Regions from separate parts of the Mus musculus genome. Here regions 1, 3 and 4 are each linked to region 2. The links are chromatin contacts, called in public Hi-C and HiChIP or PLAC-seq maps. All regions are on one chromosome and are shown on one strand. Each heading gives the region's core, a stretch centred on a gene start, on an enhancer-like site or on the middle of the called end of the contact. The rest is flanking DNA. Distances are from core to core; before and after follow the strand shown. Region 1 has its middle 20 kb from the start of Gm24433. Region 2 overlaps Nudt4 (nudix (nucleoside diphosphate linked moiety X)-type motif 4). Region 3 overlaps Eea1 (early endosome antigen 1). Region 4 holds the start of Eea1 (early endosome antigen 1).

Evidence for each region. A called contact is a pair of places that touch in the nucleus more often than the background predicts. HiChIP or PLAC-seq counts read pairs in DNA pulled down with a chosen protein or histone mark.
Region 1: a contact with region 2 is called in a Hi-C map of bone marrow-derived macrophages, with 31 read pairs. The contact joins two enhancer-like sites. A contact is called at or near these places in 17 of 39 promoter capture datasets (3T3-L1-derived adipocytes, the C10 cell line, the HPC-7 cell line and 13 more), 1 of 15 datasets of contacts at CTCF or cohesin (the NIH/3T3 cell line), 3 of 484 Hi-C or Micro-C datasets (the G1E-ER4 cell line, bone marrow-derived macrophages and embryonic stem cells), 5 of 115 datasets of contacts at active chromatin or transcription factors (embryonic basal ganglia, embryonic limb bud, embryonic stem cells and 1 more) and 3 of 9 other capture datasets (embryonic stem cells, liver and pancreatic islet).
Region 3: a contact with region 2 is called in a Hi-C map of bone marrow-derived macrophages, with 14 read pairs. The contact joins two enhancer-like sites. A contact is called at or near these places in 8 of 39 promoter capture datasets (the C10 cell line, the HPC-7 cell line, cranial neural crest and 5 more), 2 of 484 Hi-C or Micro-C datasets (T follicular helper cells and bone marrow-derived macrophages) and 2 of 115 datasets of contacts at active chromatin or transcription factors (embryonic basal ganglia and fibro-adipogenic progenitors).
Region 4: an H3K4me3 HiChIP or PLAC-seq map of bone marrow-derived macrophages shows a contact between it and region 2, with 5 times the contacts expected there. The contact joins the promoter of Eea1 here to the enhancer-like site in region 2. A contact is called at or near these places in 25 of 39 promoter capture datasets (the 3T3-L1 cell line, 3T3-L1-derived adipocytes, the C10 cell line and 14 more), 1 of 15 datasets of contacts at CTCF or cohesin (the NIH/3T3 cell line), 7 of 484 Hi-C or Micro-C datasets (B cells, the HPC-7 cell line, bone marrow-derived macrophages and 3 more), 20 of 115 datasets of contacts at active chromatin or transcription factors (the 230-238 cell line, acute myeloid leukemia, bone marrow-derived macrophages and 15 more) and 5 of 9 other capture datasets (adipose tissue, embryonic stem cells, liver and 2 more).

What each region holds. Positions count from the first base shown.
Region 1 is chr10:95,917,628-95,920,404 of GRCm38.p6, forward strand. No RefSeq gene overlaps it. Among named protein-coding and RNA genes, the nearest start is that of Gm24433, 20 kb to the left of the region's middle. Within about 2 kb of position 1,419, at least 16 of the 459 cell types and tissues checked have an H3K27ac peak or open chromatin away from gene starts, as enhancers often do. A contact at or near this core is called in bone marrow-derived macrophages, where this site is marked.
Region 2 is chr10:95,547,305-95,550,208 of GRCm38.p6, forward strand. It overlaps Nudt4 (nudix (nucleoside diphosphate linked moiety X)-type motif 4), which reads right to left. Exons shown (of 5, transcript NM_027722.5): 4 at 2,472-2,556; 5 at 1-2,186. The coding sequence ends at 1,984. Among named protein-coding and RNA genes, the nearest start is that of Mir3058, 11 kb to the right of the region's middle. Within about 2 kb of position 1,362, at least 30 of the 459 cell types and tissues checked have an H3K27ac peak or open chromatin away from gene starts, as enhancers often do. A contact at or near this core is called in the 230-238 cell line, adipose tissue, bone marrow-derived macrophages and 2 more, where this site is marked.
Region 3 is chr10:95,988,513-95,991,556 of GRCm38.p6, forward strand. Eea1 (early endosome antigen 1) reads left to right here. Exons shown (of 29, transcript NM_001001932.3): 3 at 1,050-1,177; 4 at 1,743-1,797; 5 at 1,888-1,953. Among named protein-coding and RNA genes, the nearest start is that of Eea1, 49 kb to the left of the region's middle. Within about 2 kb of position 1,384, at least 4 of the 459 cell types and tissues checked have an H3K27ac peak or open chromatin away from gene starts, as enhancers often do. A contact at or near this core is called in bone marrow-derived macrophages, where this site is marked.
Region 4 is chr10:95,938,916-95,941,988 of GRCm38.p6, forward strand. Eea1 (early endosome antigen 1) reads left to right here and starts at 1,748. Exons shown (of 29, transcript NM_001001932.3): 1 at 1,748-2,057. The coding sequence starts at 2,034.

The DNA.
Region 1 (2,777 bases), core at 169-2,668, 370 kb after region 2:
CTGACAGCATGAGCTCAGGGATTACAGATGCAGGTCATTGTATCTGTCCTTTCCCCATGAGTTCTGTTGTGCATCTACTTGAGGTTTAATTAAGACCTAGAAGCATCTATAGAGTTTAAGCTGTTGGCCTTTTACTGGGGGTAGTCTCCGCTAGCTACTAACTTACCCTGACTTCTCTGCCATGCCGTCTCTCTATGTGGTTCTCGCTGCCTGCTTCTAATTCCTTCCATCTCTCTTCTACCCCGTTCCTCATCTCCCTGAGTCTGCCAGCGTCTATCTATGCCTGCCCAGAAGTCCTGCTCCAGTTCTTCCTGACCTACCTCAGGCAGTCAGCTTTTTATTTTATAAAATTCCATACTTCAGTCTGAGCCAATCTGCAGTAAGACCACTCCTGATCCATTTCTTTGGGTTGACCTTCATGGCAGCACCTTTCTTTTTAATATGATAACCTCAGAGAATCAACTTTTGGTCAGGGGATAAAGGACAAGGATTTACATATAGAAAGCTGGTGATGGTCTATAGAAATGACAGTAGAAATACCAAGATCCTGCCAGCACTGTGCTCTCTGCAGGGCCCAACAATTAACAATTGAAAATACAGAGACACACCTTTACACAGGTGAGGAAATGTCCCAACAGCATTCCAGAGATTAAACTCAGTTCCCCAGCCTGCACTGCAAGTGCTTTTATCTGTGGAGCAATCTCACTGGCCCACATTTGATTTTAGTTTTATGTTTATAAATATTTTGCTTGAAGGTATGTCTGTGTACCATGCAATTGCTGGATGTCTACGGAAGGTGTTAGATCACCTGCAGTTATGGATAGTTGTGAATCACCTAGTGGGTACTAAGAACTTGGGTCCTCTGCAAGAGCAGCAAATATTCTAAAGCACAGAGCCAAACAACCCTCCAACCCCCCAATGCTCCGTGTATTTTTACATTCTTTCCTTGGGCCCAATTTGCTGTAGTAAATCAACCCCTCACCCTCCCTCTCCCCCCCCTCTTCCCCCTCCCCCTCTCCCTCCTGTTTCATCACTCATAGTTCTTAGTTTATTGTTTCTTCCCACTCTGGCTGAGAACAACATAGAAATGTTTCCTGCCAATTCTTCAGTAGGTCCTCAGACCTTGTCATTTCCTTACCCTGGGTTTCCTTAAGGCCCCAGCAGGCAGATCTTTAATCGGTAACTGGAGTTAAAGCCAATAATTACAGAACACACACAGACCTTAACATATCAATTACAGGTCTTTTAGGTTGTAGGCAATAAAACACAGCAATAAACAAATTTGCAGTCCTATGATGCACAGATCTGGAATGTTAAAGAACGCAGCAGTCCCCTTGTTTCCTTGGCATTTGTAAGGAATTAGTTGCTGTGTCAACATGGCCTGCTTCCTCATCTTCTGCTGTTTGGGGAAATGTTTTGAATTTCTTGCTTCTGTTGATGGTCGAATTTGCTCTGCCAGGCAGGCCTGCCTGAGGAAGAGCAGTAGGTGAGAGCACTGCACTGGCTAAAACTCCCATGGAGTTTTTCTAAGCGCTTTACTTGAAAGCAAACTGGGAAATCAAATCCTGTCTACTTTTTCAGATTGTGCCGTGAAGTGAGGACCATTTTTGTTTGGTTTGCCATTACATTTCTGTGTTGCTGGGAGTAGAACACAGGGCTTTGCCCATGCCAGGTAATCATTTGACTTCCCAGCTATTATATCCCTACACCCAGGTCTCGCTAGACTTATATGGATATAGTTTAGAATTTTCCTGTTGCTCAAGAATTTAGAATCCTTCTCTGATCATAACAACAACACAGAAGAACTAGCTCATGGTGGTATGTGCTTGTTTATAAGTGGATATTAGCTGTAAAGTAAAGACAAACATGCTTCAGTTCATAGACCCAAGGGTGGCGCCGGGGCACAAACATCTCCCCGAGAAGGGGAAATAGATTTTGCACGTGGTGTGGGGATGGGTGGGGTTGAGAAGGAGGGATCAGGTGTGTGGGGGAAGAGAGTGAAAATACTGGGAGAAATGAGAGTGGAATTGGGGGACTTTAGGGGACAAGGGGTAAAGTTGGTACCATGGAAACTCCATGGAATCTACAAGAGTAACCTTAACAAAGACCCCTAGTGATGGGGAACATGAGGCCTGAACCAGCCATTTTATGTAACCAGACAAGATCTCAAGTGGAGGGGTTGGGACACCAACCCAGCCATAAAAACCTTTGATCTACAGTCTGTCCTGCCCGCAGAGTGTGCTGCGACTGGAGCCTAACAAGACTGTCATCAAAGAGACCGGAGAGACTTCATCCAGCAATGGATGTGAGCAGATGCAGAGTCCCAGAGCCAAACATGAAGCTGATTGTGAAGAGTGCTTCAGAGGAGAGGGAGAAGGATGGGAGGAACCAGAGGGGTCAGGGACACCATGAGGACATGGCTGACAGAATTAGCTGACCCAGACTCATGGAAATTTGCAGAGATCAGAGAGTGTGTAGGGATCTGACCGAGGTCCACTGCATATATGTTATGGTTGGATAGCTTGGTGTTCTTGTGGAAATCCTAACAGTGGAAATAGGGCTGTCTCTGACTCTATTCTACTTGTGGGACCCTTCTCCTCCTACTGGGTTGCCTTGTCCAGGTTTGATGGTATGTGCTGGGTGTTTTTGTATCTTACTATGCCGTGTTTCCTGGGAGGTCTTCTCTGAAAGGAGGCAGAGTTGGGGTGAATCTGGGGGAGAAGTGAGGCAAGGATGAGGGAAGAGTAAAATGTAAGGGGAGGGGAAGGAAAGGAAAC
Region 2 (2,904 bases), core at 112-2,611:
TGGAACTGGAGAATTTAGCTGCCCCGTTTTATTCAGCGCCTGCACAGATAAGCACAAACAGCAGTCTCCCCGCTGCAGGCGGCTGGGCTGGTAGACATGAGCTCTACTAGATTCAATTTCCTTTAGATCTTTCAAGTTCTGGGTTCCAGAAGAATAATGAGGAGCCCTCAGGTGAAATTTAACAGTGAAGCTGCATTCAGTTGCATTCTGTAAATCTTTGCTATTTGCATAGACTAAAGACAGTTTGCTAAATGGCACTGAAAGAAATCCTGACCCAGGTGACATGACTTAGTCCAAATGTTTCTGACCAAAGAAATTATACAACAATATTTATAGGCTAACTTTTAAAGAGATGGTTGACATGAATACTGTACATATTTTACATATAAAATAGGTTCATGCATTATTACCTCTGAGAGTATCGTGTACATACAAACCCCCAAGCACTTGTGATGGTTTATTTGCTGGAAGCAGTATTCTATACAAAACAGTCCAGTTTCTCTGTTGTGTTTAGTACAGGGAAGAATTGCAGAGAATCGTGAGAAAACAAGATAGAGAATGACAATCTGTGGGTTTCTTTAAAATGTTTCTTTTAAAACACCCAGAGTACATGACCTCTGTACAAAGAAAAATATAAAAGGTCTGGACGATCACGCTTGGTTACACTACATAATTTAGAATGAGTACTACTGGCTGAGTTCTTCTGCTTTGGAATCTAATGCTTTTAGTTCTGCTGCATCGGTGGCCCAAGATCTCATTATGGAAACGGTGCCAGTTTTCCTTACAGGCAAGGACCCTTGTCAGCAGCACTATTACAGTTTAAAGGTTAACAAGCGACAGAACAAATGTCTTCACTGTCTTAAGCTTGCCAGTTAGAGTATTTACAAAAGGTTAATAATGGCTAAAGATCTTTTCCTCTTCTCCCCCTTCACTTCCTCCATGAAGTCATGGTACTTTTTCATGGGATGGCCAATTTTGAGTCAGCACAAAGGCGAGGTACAATAATTCTTGGCTCGAATGTTCTAGTTTCCCCACAGTTAACTCATCTGACTCGTCACTTACTGACCCTCAAGACAGTGTCTTAGGCCTAGAACAGCCATCTTATTTAGTGTGACAAAGTCGTCACTGACCGGCATCCAAGGTTAGTCTAGTCCAGTGGTGAACAATGTCTCTAAATCAGAAACTGAAAATATATTTAAAGAGTACTCACCCTTGAGGGAAATGTGGCCCCTAATAGAGTCTATGTCAAAGAAGGGAAATAGCAGCTGAGCGTGCTAAATAGATTTCTATAACCAGTTTCAGGATGAGCTATGCAGAGCCACGTGTAAGTACTGACAGTTTTCCCTAAAAGACGGCACACTTTCACATCAAATCACTGTGGCAGAGGGGAACCGGTCCTAGTACATGGACCGTGACATAATTCTGCCTGTGAACAAATTCTCAGAAACAGGAAGCTGAAGTGCTTTGTCAAAGGCTCCTGGCCCATACAAACACGGCCCAAATCTGCAGTTTACAAAGGGAGAATATGACTCTCTTTAAGTTTTGGGGTGGATAGATTTCTTTAAATACCAAGAATTTTTCATTAATTCCCAACAAAGATTTGGTGTCTATTTTGATACTGTAAGAAAAAAAAAAATTGGGCAAAAAATATACCCAATAACCAGTTGATCTGTCAAAACAAACCATAGAATGTTAAGTGGACAAAAGTGAAAATGTCAAAAAGGTTATAAAAATGAAAACCAAAGGAATGGGGTACAATGAAGGCTTTAAAAAAAATTCCACATGGCTTTGGCATCTTAAAATATTTTTTGCTATTTTGTTATTTATTTTAAAAGACTTGAAAGCAGATGAAATACATGCAAATTATTTGAAATCCCTGCATAGCAAATACAGAGTTTGCCAGCAGCAGTCAGGTGTGTTAGAAGTGAAAGAGCCTCTCCTTGTGACATGTGCATCACATGATGGGGGAGGGACCCCAACCCTCTATCTTATACTGGATGGCACCCCAGAGGGCGGCGCAGCAGTCACAAACAAGGCATTGTTATCTGGGAGGGAAGGGACCGAGGAATTTCCATTGGTCGGAGAACAGCCCAGCTTTAGTTTTTCCAGATACTCTGCGTGGACAGGCTTATGACACTGAAGAACCTTGATTGCATCTTCTACTTTGAACCACTCTCTCTTCCTTCCTAGAGAAGAGTACAGCAGCAGTCACTGTCAGGTCAGTTTAAGAAGGCATACCCTACTAATATACAAGATTTCCTTTCTTTCCCCCCAAACAATGAGTTTTTTACTTCCTAAATGACTTAATAATATGGTAGGGAAAAATCATAAGGTAGTTCAAAAGTAGAACTACATGTTCACCCCTCTCAAAACAGTAACCAAAAAAATCAGTTAAGAAGGAATGGCAGAAGGTGGGAGGGACCAGAAGGAATGGCAGGTGGGAGGGACGGAGTAAAGGAACAGAAGCTCACCTATATTCACGGAGTCTTCCCAGTCTTCCAATATTTCAGTGACAGTCAGAACATAAACATATGTTCTGTGCTTCCGGTCTTGATTCTGCTTGAATAGAGAAAAAAAGCATTTTAATTCAGGGCTCTGGCCCAGTGACCAGCACGGCTGTTTCCAGTGTGACGGTGCATAGTGTAGCAATGCAGACAGAAGTGTGTATATATAAAACACACACCTCAAAATTGGCATTGGCAGGATGGCTCAGCACAGAAAAGCTGAGTTGGATCTTGGGAGCCTACAGTAGAGGAAAATCATTCCCAAAAGCTGTTCTCTAGCCTTTACACGTGTGCATACATGAGCACAGGCATGCACGCGCGCGCACACACACACACACACACACACACACACACACAAAAAAAAAACTTTGCACTGAAGATGGTAGGCATAGTAGTAGTT
Region 3 (3,044 bases), core at 134-2,633, 440 kb after region 2:
TGTAATAAAATGTTTACTATTAGTAAAATAGCTTCAAATGTATTTTGTGGAATATTAAAGCTATAGCCAAGTATGCTGATTTTATGATTCAGTCCTGTATTGTAACCCCAAACACAGAAAACATGAAATTATAGCAGAGTGCTTAACAGCATTATCAATGATAGTCATAAATCATATATTCTGGGATTATCGGCTGCTTATGTTTTATTAGACTTTTCATTAGCTTAGGGCTTTTATTATGTTAGCCTTAGGCTAGCAATTATTTATTTGTTTGTCTGTCCATTTAGTTTGAAGCAGGGTCTCATGTACCCAATGTTGGTCTTACTATGTGCTTGAGATGACTTTAAACTTCTGGTCCTTTTGCCTCTCTTTCAGGGTTGCTGAAATTATAGGTGTGCACCATCACTCTGATAGGTATTTTCTGCTTGCAACACTTGGCCAATAGAGCTCTGTGTGAGACACTTACGGTCTTGATTTTTCCCTTTGGTGACAAAATCATTTCAACAGCTTACCTTTTTTTTATATTCCTATGAATTAGATTAGAACAATTGTTACTTTAATGAGAATACACACACAGAAAAATTGTGGTGGAAAATGTTTTCAACTAATAATCTAGAACTTGTTGTCATGGCACACCCCTTAAATTCCAGTGCTCAGAAGGCAGAGGCAAGTAGAGCTCTGTGAGTTCAAGGCCATCCTGATTTACGTTGTGAGTTTTTGGATATGCAAGGCTACATAGTGAGACCCTGTCTCACAAACGAAAAAAAAAAAAAAAACTCAAACTAATGTCTCATTCATTTCTTTAGCCATTAATTTGGTACAGCCTAAAAGATAGCTGTGTTTTCTTTATGTTTTATATACTTTAAGCAGAACTGTTAGTGAAATAAATACCTTTGCTTGATAATAGAATTGTGGCTTATCATTATACATTACAGTTTATTTAATGGCAATTATGGTATGACTATGAAATTTGGCTATATTTCATAAATGCTAAGTGTTGTTCTTCAAAATTAAATAGTTTTTAAACTTTCTGGTTCCCCGTTTTATAGGGTTTCATATGTCCCCAGTGTATGAAATCCCTTGGCTCTGCTGATGAGCTTTTCAAGCACTATCAGGCCGTTCATGATGCTGGTAATGACTCGGGTCATGGTGGAGAGGCCGGTCTTGCTTTGACACGGTACAGTATACTAGTTTGAAATGGGATATTGTCATGGACTGCACATGTGATATAATTGCTATGTCAACATTAATTACTTTCTGGAAATTGTAATGTTCTCATACTACTTAATTTAAATCTGTCCTCAATTATCATGGTCTTCCTCCCTAGCTTGTCAGCTTACGTAACTTCTTGTGGGTTTGAGTCAGAAACAATCCAGTGTTATACAGCCAAGTGAATGAAGGGGAGAGTGACCAGGCAGGGGCAGATCATGCACATTTTACAGTACTGCTGGCAGCTTTGGATTTTACCCAAACTGTGTCAGGGAGCCATTCCTGAGTATTGTTGGCAACTTTGTTTCTGCTCTAGGCACTTGGTAATTAGCTTATTATTTGCTTGAGAATTGTTTGTGTTTGCAAACCATGTACTTTTAAGACTGAAATTATTTTTTCTAAAGGCTTTTATATACAGAAAACATTCAGTGTTTTTAAAATAATTGAGAAAGCTATAACATTAAAAGTTTCTGATTATCACTTGCTAAGCTCGTAAATTAAAAGACCTTTCCTCTCTCCTCATGCATCTTTAGAGATGACATAACACTACTCAGACAAGAGGTCCAAGACCTACAGGCCTCACTTAAGGTAAAAATAAACATGCTAATGATTGTTTATTTTTAGAGTTTCACATTAAAAACTGCTTTAAAATTTACTAATTAAAATCTTTCTTATCAGGAAGAAAAATGGTACTCAGAAGAATTAAAGAAAGAATTAGAAAAATATCAAGGGCTACAGCAGCAAGTAATTGCACTTTAAATTCTTAAAGCATGTTTATTAGTTGTTTATTTTTATTGTTGAAAATTAAGCATTATACTCTTTTGTAAGGGGCTTGATATAAATACTTTCCTAATTTATTTTTTGTGTAACAGCCTATTAAATAATCTGTATAATTCTAATGAATTTGGGAACATATATGGAAAGCAAAGATAACCTTCTTAAACATGTGCCATTAAGAATTTGCTGTGTTAGGTATGATAGTGTGTGTGTAATCCCAGCACTTGGAAGTCAGAGGCCAGAAAATGAGTTCAAAGACAGTCTAGGCTGCATAGCAAGACCTTGTCTCAAAAGAAGTGAAGGGGCTGGAGAGATGGCTCAGTAATTAAGTGTGCTTGCTGCATTTGCTGAGGGCCCAGGCTCAATCCCCTGCACGCACATCAGGCAGCTCCCAGGTGCTGGTAACTGCAGTTCCAGGGGATCCAGTGTCCTCTTCTGGCCTCCTGCATACATGTGCTTATGCATACACACAATTAAAAATTAGACTACTATTTATCTACCATCTATCTATCTATCTATCTATCTATCTATCTATCTATCTATCTATCTATCTATCTATCATCTGTTTCTATCATATATCGTCTATCATCTATATCTATCATCAATCTATCTATATCTGTCTGTTTATCATCTATCAATCAATCATCTATATACATTGCTTTAAGAGAGAATCAGTTATCAGTTTTTAAAACATCAAGGTTATGTTATTCTATTTTTCTGACAGTATACTTAAATGGCTTAAAAAACTGAGGCTCAACACAAATTATTGGCCTCTACTTTCTCATCTCATCTCACTGAAAAGTCTAAGGGCAGTAACAATGGAATTGTCATTTCTTGTGATAACAAGGCCTTCTGGAAACTGTCCTTCAAGATCTGGGACATGTGCCAGCGTGTCATATTTCATAAATACATTCTCAGTAGTGTAAGTTATAACTTGTATTTCCAGTAAATTCCTGTTTAGAAGCAAATACATTTTAAATATTTTAAGCCATCAATATGGAAATCCTTTATTCTTTGACATGGACTTAACTCTTTAAAATATTAAAATATGTGAAAGT
Region 4 (3,073 bases), core at 498-2,997, 390 kb after region 2:
GAGGATCCGCTTCAGGTGTGAGCTGGGCTCAGCAGTGGATCTGGTGACATGTATTTTTGCCTGGCTGGTGTTCTAGGTGTAGAGGGTGGCAGCATAACTCCCTTGACGGTGCTGCTAGGACCAGAGGCCAACACTTGTCCTGCACCTTAGTTTCATTTACTTTCTCTGAAACAAAAATGGTGGTGTTGGGGGAGAGATCTGGTCAGTAAGTTTTTAAATTCTGGGATTTGGGACTCCTTCAGGCCAGAATGTGGGATACTGGTCCAGGTGTCCTGGTTTATTAGAGACCACACGTTGCCCTTTGTGCATAAGAGGAAGGCTGAAGTAGCCTTCAGCAGGCCAGCCCACCTGAAGTGAAGACCAATCAAGGGTACACAAAGTAGTTAATTTTCCCGTTGAGATCTGTTCTCCAGACTCGTGAGCTTTCCTCTGGAGACTCTTAAAATGAGAGTTCATCAGATTCAAGGGGTTTTCTGGGTAGAAGAATTTTGACCCATGATTTTAAATTTCTCAAGAACAATGAACAGCACAAGCAATCTACACAATACAAAAATAGGACAAAGTTCTCAAATCTGGTAGCCCCCCCACCCCCACAATCCTGACCTAACAGCGTCCTGGAGGCCCCACCGACTCAGAAACTGACACTGCATTTAGCTTTTCCACAAGTCCCTAGGATTATTAGCTACAGATAGAGAAACCTTACCTGAGGTATTCAATGCTTTCCCCCACCCCACAATCTAGGCATCCCCAGTTCCCAGCCTTTCTGATTGCTCTCTCAGCTCCCAGGTCACTAGGTACTGTCAGTATCCCAAGTTTCACCTTGTGCAGTTTAGTCATCTAGAACCTGGCAGAGGCCTCCCAAGCACTGGAATTGCCTGGGAGAGAAACACTTATAACAGAGCAACCCCGAATGCACATTACAGAGAGTTTCTAGAGACAAAGAACACAGAAAACTCACATCCTAGCTGGCAGTTGAAGGAGGAAGCAAGCAAGTGGTTAAACAGAAGCCAAGGACACGAAGTTAGCTGGGGTATTTCTACCCCTTGCTTTTAGAACATAGTTAGGTGCTTTCCCACGGAAGGGCTAGTAAAAGTGTGTGTGTTTCAGCTTAAAACAAGGATGGCTCCAGCTGAAATAAGATGAAGAAACCTTTGCCCTGTCACAAAAGGATAAACCCAAACTTCTCTAGTTAATCCCAAACCCAGCCTCCTCCCATGTTTTATTGTTGCTCTGATTGCAATCAGAAGCAGGAAGGAAGCGGGTAACCTGGGTATGGAAAAGCAGGGGGAAGCCCAACACAGTTAAGTAAGCCTTGGTTTCTCGGGTCCACAATGGCTTGGAGTTTAGAGGTCGAATCAGCCTTTCCAGCCAAGAGGAGGATCCGGCTCGGGGTTGCTGCACTAAGAGCGCTAGCAAACTTCCATCCTAGGCTGGGGCTCAGCTGAAGTTAGCTCTAAAACCTGTTCTTCCATCCCCGTGTGGGGGACACCTCCAGGCGGGACCCGTGAGGTCCCCACGCATCTTCTCCATCAGAACACCAGGCAACCCTCAACATTCCCGAGCAGGGTCCGGCACCCAAGGTCCAAGCTCTCGGCGGAAGAAGCCAAGGCACCAGCTTCCTGTGGCCTGTCTCTCACACTAGCCCCGCTTCCGATTGGTCGAAGCCTCGGGCCGGCCCTCCCTCCGGCCCCGCCCTCCCCGCGGATGGACAGGCCGAGGAGGCGGGGCTGCAGCGGCTCCGCCCCTCGGCCCCGGGCGGGCGGGCCCGCCCAGCTGTCAGTTACGGGGGCGGCCCGGCAGGCGGGCGCTCGCTGGCTCCCTCCTCGCTGGCTCGTGCTCGTGAGCCTCTCGCCGCCTGTGGGGAAGTCGGGGCCGCCAAAGCCGCGTCCACCGCCGCCTCTTCCCCGCCCTCCTCCCTCCCGGCTCGGCTGCCGGCCCCTCGCGCCCTCCAGTCGTGAGTAACCCGCATAAGGGCGCGGAGAGTCCCCGCGGCGGCGGCGGCGGTGACGGCGGCGGCGGCGGCCGGCCAAACCATGTTTCGAAGGATCTTGCAGAGGGTAAGAGTGAAACCGTCCTTCCGGCAGCACGTGAGCGCGAGCGTCCGAGCCCGGCCGCGGGGCAGCCCGGGCTGGAGGGCGGGGGCGCTCAGAGCTCCGCTAGGCCCGGTGACAGCGTGCGCCGAGGCCTGCTGGTCCTGCCGGAGCCGGGCTGCGGGTGGGGCGGGGCGCAGGCCGGAGCCCGGAGGGCCTCCAGCCTCGGCTCCCGCGCTCGGGGCTGTCACCACGGGCTGGAGGGTGTGGTGCCCGCGCGCGCCCCTCCCCGCTCCCCGCTCCCGGCTCCGCGCCCGTGGGTGCTCGGCTGCGGGCGGCTGCGGGGCCCTTCCCTGCCCCAGCGTGCCACCACCTTCCCACGACACGCACCTGCCTGTCTGCCTCCTTACTCATCTATCTGCACGGTACAGGAGGGTCATGGGAGACCCGGCCTAGTCCTGGGACTTGAAGACGCTGAACTGCCAAAGTCGGTGGAGAAGGAAGATATTACTCACTGTTGGAAAGTTTCTTTTAAGAATTACAAGTGCATTTTCCTCTCCAAGACCCAGAACCTCATTTTAGTTATCCAGGACTAAATGGCTCAAACGGCAGATACACTCCAGTTTAGTTTCCACCAGGGCTATCTCAATGTAAAATCTGGGAAATCTTGAGGGTAAAAAGGTAAGAGCGTTGGAAAGCCGTAGATGTTTTGTTTAGGTACCAGTTCCTAGAATAACATAATTAAAATCGCTTCTAATAAGAGTTGCCTACTCAAGTGTTTTGGATAGCTTCCATTCGCTCCCTTCTGCAGCTGGTTAATGTAAAGAGATGTTACCTAGAGAGTAGGAGAATTAGTTCAAAGGACAAGAACTTACTGAATGTGTAGCATTTAGTTAAGAAATGTGCCAAGGAGGGTTGAGTCAGCCAGTACACAGGAAGGGAAGATTCTGTTTAGACAGCTTCTGTGAAACATTGAAGTCATCTGGTCATACATCAGAGGAAACATAGTTAACGTCTGCTCTGGCCCTCTGTGGGGACATTGG